Linked DNA regions of Anas platyrhynchos: region 2 is linked to region 1. A link is a contact called in public Hi-C data. All regions are on one chromosome and are shown on one strand. The core of a region is the stretch at or near the end of the contact, and the rest is flanking DNA. Distances in the headings are between cores, read along the strand shown.

The links. Hi-C and Micro-C count contacts between places; a contact is called where the count stands out from the background.
Region 2: a contact with region 1 is called in a Hi-C map of skeletal muscle, with 2.0 times the contacts expected there. The contact joins the promoter of CLIC4 here to the enhancer-like site in region 1. A contact is called at or near these places in 3 of 8 Hi-C or Micro-C datasets (liver, skeletal muscle and subcutaneous adipose tissue).

What each region holds. Positions count from the first base shown.
Region 1 is chr24:380,082-384,471 of IASCAAS_PekinDuck_T2T, reverse strand. No RefSeq gene overlaps it. Among named protein-coding and RNA genes, the nearest start is that of CLIC4, 36 kb to the left of the region's middle. Within about 2 kb of position 2,356, at least 2 of the 8 cell types and tissues checked have an H3K27ac peak or open chromatin away from gene starts, as enhancers often do.
Region 2 is chr24:416,177-420,566 of IASCAAS_PekinDuck_T2T, reverse strand. It overlaps CLIC4 (chloride intracellular channel 4), which reads left to right and starts at 2,250. Exons shown (of 6, transcript XM_038167203.2): 1 at 2,250-2,414. The coding sequence starts at 2,343. It overlaps LOC139999394 (a long non-coding RNA gene), which reads left to right and starts at 4,367. Exons shown (of 2, transcript XR_011804833.1): 1 at 4,367-4,390.

The DNA.
Region 1 (4,390 bases), core at 1,107-3,606:
TTGCAGCCTTCTCCCAGAGGCCCAGTTGCTCTGTACTTGTTGTGCTGTGTGAATAGCTTTCCAAGGAGAACTTACACTCCTGAATGCTCCTGCAGCTATGTGGGATGCCAGGCAAAAGGTAAAGGCCCCTATCTTCTTCCTGAACAATTTGCTGCCTCGTAAAGCTTTAGAACTGGACCCTGTGAGCTAAGTTGAGCTATTACTCTGCAGCTGTAGGATCTTTGGAGGTTGTTTCTGGGACGAATTTCTTGTAGAGTAAATTGTGTAAGAACTGTGGTCTTAACAATAGTTCCCTGGACTTGATGTGAGGGGACCTGGGTTAATTTCTTGCCTCTTTTCAGCAAGCTGTTTTCCTTTTGTGTTGTCTCCTTTTTGCTTTCATAAAAAGGGAGTGATTTCCATTAAAATATTTTAGTAGTGCTTTCCATCTGTAGATACCAGTGAGGAAACTTGAAGTTATCCTGGACAGTCATGTCCCTGTGAGATACAAGGGCAGAGCTCAGCTGCTGTATTGGCACTGGCAGCAGAGCTGGCCTAAGCACAAGCAGAGCTCCAGACGAGTTACGGCACTGCTGCACCCTGCCTGGTGTCAGCAGGCTGTGGGGTGAAGAGAGCTGAGGTTGCTGCAGCAGAGAGGGGTGCTTGAGGACAAGGGCATGTGCCATAGGGAAACTGGCTTCTGTTAGCTCTTCTGGTCACAATGACTTCTGTTTATTTGCTTTGCTGGCTCACTGAGAATGAAGTTACATCGGTGTAACAAAGCTGTGTTAGCATTCATACTGATTCTGTGGCTTGTAGCTGGATTTTTTCATTTGATCTGGCTGGGATGATCTGTATCCATGGGCTTCTGCTTTGGATATGTTTGAAATAGACCCGTATGATGAAGCTTGTGCTTTTTTTTTTGTTACTCAGGGACCAGGAAACGTAAAATGCTGTTTGCATGTGGGGTGGCATTACCTGTGACAAATGAGCATGTGAAGCCAGGACACACCATGCAAGGTCACAGGGACACAGGGCAGGAGAATGCTGAGAGTTATTACAACTCCTGCTTGTATATGTGGGTTTAAGGTGTAGGCAGGCATATGCTGCTTCAGCTACTTCTTAATTTTAATTTCCTCAGGCAATATTTCTTATGGGGACTGGGAGTTCCTGTAGTTTGTGTTTTTATTAAGGCAGTGGTTGGCTCTTTGTCTTGCTGCACCCACTCACCTAGGAATCAGATACTCTGCAGCACATGCGCGTTTACTGCAGGCATCATGCGAGGGGTTGACAGGTTTGAAGTATTCAGCATGAGATTTTTTTCAAGGGATTTCTAACTATTATCAGAACGTTTCTGGACTTTGAACCAGAATCAACCACGCAGTAAGATTTGCCATAGCAAGACCGTGGAATAATGCTGCTCTGATCAGTGGGTGAGTTCTGTGCTAATCTGTTGAAGAAAGAAATTTTGCACACTTGCAGGATGGAGATTGTTCCTGGGTCCCAGCTACCTGCCCTGCAGTCACAACGTGTGACAGACCAGTTCAGTTAGTCTAGGATCCTTTCATACTAGTGGGCAGTGAAAGATGCACACGAGCAAACTTTCTCACAGTGCGACTAGCCCACAGGGCAATACAATCCACAGTTATTAGTGTGCAAAATCCCTTCTCAGACTCACTCTGTCCTTCCCCTCCAGATGAAACTTTCCCTATGGGTAGTTATTCTGTAACTCATTACAGCAGAATTTGCTGCTCTTTCCCATGAAACTTCCTGCTGCAGGCTGGATTTTGCAGTGGTTACTGCATTGGTCTGAACCAGTCGGCATTTCATAGCATCTTTGGGAAGGTGAAGGATTTAGGGAAGTCTGGGGTAAGGGGGAAGGGACCACTCAAAATGTGCTGTAGGTGATGGTAAACTTGCTGGGAGCAAGTGAACAGGGGCTCCTTGGGGGCAGAATCCTGCCTGTGAGCCTCTAGAGAGGAGACGCAGGTGCTTGACTCTGGGTCCAAATGGTTAAGCCTGTGCTTAAGGAGGGAGAGGCTCCTGAAAGTGTTGGATGGTTGTAAGAGAAGGATCCTGAGTATCATAACGCGACTCAATGTATTGGAAGTCTTTGAAGTCTTCTCCTGACATCCATCCCGTACCAGCATCTTTCATCCTTCGCCAGCGCTTCCCCAGCTGAAGCTATTAAAGGGAAACTACAGAAGCCATAAATCTTGGCTGTTAACATCTTCAGTGGTAAGATTTCACAATGAGCCCAAGTTGCTGCAAAAGATAAGAGAAGGCCTTGAAACCGAGGCAAGTTGTGACTGGTTCCCAAGAATAGCTGAGCTTCACAGCTTCGTTGGGGGTCCCTCCAGGTTACTTGCTCACAGGCGCTGTAGCTGGCTCTGCTGCTGACTCCGGGTGCCCTTGTGTGAGTCACCCAGCGCGTGTCTGCAGCGTGCAGCGCAGCCGGGAGCAGAGGTCCCCCGCTGTGACCTGACCTGAAAGGGTGAAGCAGTATCTGGGGGATGCTGTATGGAGGTTAAACAACCCAGCTGCAGCACTGCCCTGCCGTGATCACACTGCTTCCAAGATTGATCGTACACCCACAGGGAGCTGACCTTACAAATGCACCCGTTCGGGTGGAGTGGGGGTGCATGTCAGGGACCCCCTTTGCATGTGGAGGGTGGAGCACCTCTCCTGGCGTTAACGGGTCTAGGAAGGAATCCGGGAATCCTGATTCCCCAGGATTCCTGATTTGTCCCCCCGTCTGGTTGGAACAGGCAGCAAAAGGTGAGGGTTTTTTTTCCCTGTATCCTTACATTAAGACAGTGGCCGGAAGGCTCCTTGCTTTATCGGGAGCGTTGGTTTAACAGAGGAGAAAAACGCAGCCTGAATTGCTAGATAGCAAATGGGAATAATTCCTGGGAATGTTTCCTTAAGTGACTGGGAGCATTGTTAGTGGGCAAACTGGAATCAGTGCTACATTCATGATCTTATTTACACCCTTGTTGTGATCCTGATCTCTGCCCAGCCTAGAGTGCATATCTGTACAGAGTTCACTTCAGTATAAACACTTGGCTCTGCAGAATGTGTCAGTACATCACATCGTCTGCCAGGCGCCTTCCTGAGTGAGTTTTCATGGGAGACTTGTTTTTTTCTCATGTCATCTTCACAGCACCGGTCTGGCAAGGCTGCTCCTTCCAGCTGAGCAGCCGACCAGGAGGGAGCAGAGGGGTCTGCAAAGGAGAAGGCCGGTTACCACCTGAGAGGGCTGTGGCAGAACAGCCAGACATCTTTGCCCTCTCCATGCCACAGGCTGTTTTCCCATCGGCATTGCTTATTCCTGCAACTCCCATCAGTAGTGGCGGTGGAAGAGAGAGAACATGCCTCAGTGTGCCAAATGTTGCTCTGCAGATGCAGCTGTTTGATGGAAGGTCTTTGCCATCTCTGTGAAACCACTTTCCTGGCTGGGTAGGTGAGAGAACCTGCCACGGTGTCTGTGTTGGAGCACAGGGCTCAGGCTGCCCCTGGGGGCTGTCACCTTGTGCCATGCAGAGCACAGGCTGGGCTGAGAGGAAAGCAGGGGCATGGGGCATCTCATCACGTCTGGCCAAAGCCTTCCTGAAAACAGCCCCAACCTGCAAACCACTCACTCAGTCCTGCCAGTTTCAGTGGCTTTGCTCTGCCCACTCTCTTCCTTCAGGCATTGAAATGGTTCTCTGAATAATCTTCCGTTTGATTTTCTTGTTTTGATGTCTCCCCAGCATCACCAACTTAAAGCTGCCTTTCTGCAGGGAGACTGCCTGCCGCTCCGGCCGCACGCTGCCCCTCGGGGCTGCGCTTTTCTGTCCCGTCACATGCTGTGCCGAGGGGAGGCTGGTGTGTGCAGAGGGCAAAGCAGGACCCACTTGGACCCAGGAGAACTTCTGCATCTGACACTAACACCCAGACAAAGCCAAGGCTTTGAGGAGACAAATGCTGCATCTAGGAGTTCAGATCAGCAGCTGTTAATGAAAACCTCAGCAAGGCAAGAGCCTTCAGAGCTGCTGTTGCCTTCCAGAGATGGCTTTGCTCCCCATCAGGGCATATGCATTGCTCCCTTGGACCTTTTCAGAAAAGGAAGCCTCAATATTGGCTATGCAAATAAGGTGTGCTTTTTTTTTGTTTGTTTGTTTGTTTTTTTTGTTTTGTTTTTGAGCTGAAAACCAAATCTTCAATGTTTGCTGGCCCGCTGATAGACTGGAGACCTGCTAAGCCCTTCCTGGCACGGCGTTAGCACAGAAGTGCACAGTCCTCGCCTCTCAGCGCCTGCTCTGAGCAAGTGGTATGGGTCTCAGGGGATCAGGACTGCTGGGTCTGCTTCAGGCCATGAAGTTCTGCTTCATCCTCTCTATGCAAAATGGGTCCTCAAGGCCCTGGAAAG
Region 2 (4,390 bases), core at 1,001-3,500, 36 kb before region 1:
TAGCACTGGAATGAGAATACTGGTATTTTTAAACCAGGCGGAGTCATTTCTGCTTTTCTTTTAATAGGTGTCTGTGGGCAGGTTCTTCTCACAGTTTCATCCACCACGGCTTTATATTGATACAACAAATCCTTCAGTCTGGCTGGGCTCTTGTTTTCAGCTGCAGCCAACACTGGATGGTCCAGCACAGGGCTATGAGGCATTTCTGTCTTCCAACCTTTCCTCAGCACCCTTTCTTCCCTAAGCAGATTCATTGTGTTTAAAAAACAGGATGAAGACTTGGCATGTGGTCCTGCGGAGTTGCAACACGATCTGCATGCTGAGTGCCTCCAGTGCCTGAAAAATCCCACTCAGGGATAAAGAGCCACTTTTGAACCCCGGGGTCAATGCGGCAGCAAATGCCCCTGGCTGAGTTTGTGCAGTGAGGGCTGGGGCAGGAGAGCGCTTGCTTTGATACGTTTAACAACTGATGCCTCCACTTCCAAAAGCACTTGGAAAGTTTGAGATGGAAAATTGCTGCATAAAGGCCAAAGTGCTAGAGAAACGAAACAATAATACACTGTACTGCTGCTCTGACAAATGGAAATAAGCCTTCTCAATACAGCATAAAATAATATAGAGGGAGTGACCTGCTGCTCTGAGCATAGGTGGGAGGCCTGAACTGCTGTGTTCTGACTCCCTGACTTGGTGCAAATTTAGCTTTGAATAAGTCACTTTTCTGACTCACTTCTCCTAGCTGTAAAACGTGGGTAATACTCACTTCTCTATGAGTCGTTAAGAGGATTGCTTATTTATTTTGTAAAGCTTGGGCAAACTAATTCTAAGTATTATTGCAAAAACCTGCCAGAATAACATAACCAGCAATTACAGAACTAAGAAACAACTGAGAGCTTTCAGCATTCAAAACTGTTCTGAACATCGTTAAAGAAAGAGGTTTCGATTGAATGGGAAGGATGAGGGCTTTGGTATGAGGCAGCTGGAAACCAGGAAAATGTCATCTAAAAGTAAAATAACTGAAAAGATGTTAAGCAGCCGACAAGGCTGGTGCAGCTGGATATAAATGAAATAAGCTATTAGCTGCTCGGCAAGATAACACCACGTGAACTCTTTTGTTAAAGAAGAAATTCAGTGGTAGTGAGGAAAAATGGCCCTGGCAACTCATTTGTACTGCTGGTAAAATAAAAATAAAACACAACACAGCACAGAGTGCCTTACAGACCGCTGCACCTACTTGTAGTGGCTCTGCGGGGGAGCTGGTTCTTTGTACTCTGCTCCTTACCTTCTCAAAAGTAGGGGGGTCTTTGCTTTAGGGAGGGGAGGCACAAAATACTTCGCCTTTTACAAAACCCTCTGAGTTTGAAGCCTTGGGCACAAAAGGCAGGTGAGGCACAGGGTGGAGGGGGGTGGCGGCCCCGTGCTGCCCGGTCACGGCTCAGCTCCTGGCAGCTCCTGGCCTGTCCCAGCAGGCAGTGGACGAGCAGCAGAGGGTAACAGCTCCGTGACCACCCCGCTCAGGGGGTGTTCTTCCCTGCCCCCCTGCCCCCCTGCCCCTCTCGCCCAGCCCCGTTCCAACAGAGCTACCCTCGTAGCACGGCCTAAGTCATGTAGGGTGGGTTACTCGCGGAGGTTCCTGGACGGGGCTGGGACGCGTGGTCCTGCTCGCAGCGGGGTTGGTGGCGGTGACACCGCCTGCCCGCTCAGCCGGTCCCACCCTGTGAATCAGCGCGGCTCCCGGGCTCCGCACCACAGAGGCCAGCGGGGAGGGGGCTCCCCGGGGGGGGCGGCCAACAAGCGCCGTGAGGAGGCCGCGGGAGCCACGAGGGCTTTGCCGTGTCGGCTGCCCGGCCCTAGCGGCGCGGCGAGAGCCCGGCAGCCGCTTCCCTGCTGTGGACGGGGACTCGCGGGGAGCAGGGATCGGCTGAGGGACGCGCGGCTCCGAGGGGCTGAGGGCGGCGGGACGGGGCTGGGCGCCGCGTGCCACCGTGTCCCGGCCGCAGGGTCCTCGGCTGCCTTGGGTGCAGCTCCCGGGGGGTCGCGGGCGGCCCCGGGCAGCTTCGGTGAAACGACCGGGAACGGGCAGCGCCGCCCCGGGCCCAGCAGCGCCCGCGGGGCCTCCGCCAGGGTCCCCCCCGCGCCGCCCAGTGCCGACCCCCGAGGCCCGCGGAGGGAACCGTTGCCCCCCTCGGCCCCGCCCCTCGCCTCGGCCCCGCCCCCGTGCCGCCAGCCGCGGCGGGTCCCCGTGCCGCCGGGGCGGGGCCGCAGTCGCGCGCAGGGCGGGCGAGGCGAGCGGCGGAGCGGGCGGCGGCCGTCCCGGGGGGGCAGCTGCGGGCGAGGGGCGAAGCATGGCGCTGTCCGTGCCGGTCAACGGGCTCAAGGAGGGCGACAAGGAGCCCGTCATCGAGCTCTTCGTCAAGGTACGGGGCCCGGTACCGCTCCCCTCGTGCCGCCGGGCGCCCCCCCCCCCACCTCCCCTTTCCGTCTCCCCCCGCCGCGGGCTCCGCGTCCCCCGCAGCAGCGGGCGCGGGGCCCCCGGGCCGCACGCGGGGTCCCGGGGCCGAGGCGCGGGGCGCTCCCCTCGGGCCGGGCGGGGTGGGGCGGGGCGGCCGCGCACAAAAGGGGCTGGGGCTGGGGGGGGGGGGGCGCGGGGCCGGGGCGGAAAACGCCCGCCCGGGGCCCGCAGGGGGCCGCGGCGGCTCGGGGCAGCCCCAGTGTGGCCGAGCCCCGCGTGGCCGCGCGCTGGGCGTCGCCGTGTCGCGCCGTGTCGCCCCTGTCGCCGCCTGTCGCGGGACTGCTCGCCCGCGGGCCGCTTATCGGGGCGGCGCGGGGGGGGCGGCTCGGTTTCCCCGTTTAAACGCGGCTCGGGAACAGCCGAGGGGCCCCGGGACGCGGCTCCCGGGGGGGGGGGGGCGGTGGGAGGCCAGCCCCGGGTCCTGGGGGCTGCCGGGCGCGGAGGGCGGCGGGGGGCGGGGGGCGTCTCCTGCACGGCACGGGGGCTTTGCCAAGAAGCCGTTCCTACGCCGTTACTTTATGAAGGGGTGCTCCAGAAAAGTTGCCTTTCGCTCTTTTCAGACTCGTTCGCAGCGTGGAGGTGCGGGGGGGGGTCCAGGCCTGGTCCTGGGCCGAGCACGGCGGCTCCCGGAGCTCGGTGAGAGCTCCCCGGGACAGCAGTTGCGTTCCAGGCTGCTCTGAATTATTTAGAGCAGTGCTTCGGTGTAACGTGCCAGCTTACCTTCATCCAACCTAAAGCTCGTTCGCCAGTTTTTGTCTTTATTTTTAAACAAATTAGAGCAGCTACTGATGGCAGAAGGGTTTGGGGGCAGGGTGAATCCTTGTGGATCTGTTCAAGGAGGCTGTGTCGTGCTTGAGGAGCAGCAGGAAAGAAAGAGTAAAATTACTTGTCAGAAAAAAAATGATTGTGATTAGTATTGGACTGGCAATGACATCAGTGAATACGAAAGGGAAAAAGCAGGGGACTTTTCTGTCACCCTCAGTTAAAATTTCTTTATTGGGATGGATTTAGGACAGCTGTGCTCGGGATGGTTTAGTGGGGACTGTTGGTGTTAGGTCAGAGGGTGGACTTGATGATCTTGAAGTCTCTTCAAACCTAGAAATTCTGGAATTTTGGGATTATCAGTGAGTACTATCTCCCTCAAGGAAGCCTTTTCCCAGTGTTATGAATGACTGCTACAAGCTCTATACTGGCAGTCTTTGCGGTAGAGTTCAGGACAAAAAGGGATTTATTTTTGTCTGTCTTCATGATCTTTACGTAAAGGTTACTTTCCTGGAAAGTCCTGCAGAGGAGGAACACCCTCTACCCCCCTGAACACTGGAAATAGTTGTTTCATCTGGTGTTGCTACCTGCCCCATACTGGGCTGAAGCTGTTAAGTGTTACTGGAATAGTGATCCCTTCCTAACAGAAGTCTTGTTTGGTGTCTGACTGCCCAGAGCATCGCTTCATGTGAATGAGAGGAAAATATTTATATTTTTTCAATAGAACTAACAGCATCTTTTTAGCAGAGCACTAGAATTTGATTTAGTCTTTTTCTTTTATAAACGCAAAGCACAGTGTCTGGTTTTGTCTGTTCTGCCCAGTTCTCACCTGGCTGTGGGTGCAGACCAGAAAAAGTCTGACGCTGCTGAGCCTGAGAACAGGACTTCACACTGTGGTAACGTTCTGAGCAACGCGTGGGGGCTCGGGTCTAACAGTGCACTGCCAGTCTGCAAAGTGCTTCAGACAGAGGCGGTGGCAGGACTTCCTGACGAAAAAAGAAATGTGTGCCAAATGCCTGCGGCTGAAGGGCGGCAACTGTATGACCTGCGTACAAAGGATTGTAGCAGCCAGACTAAGATGAAACAGAGGTATGGGTTAAAGCTTGAGAAACAAACCTG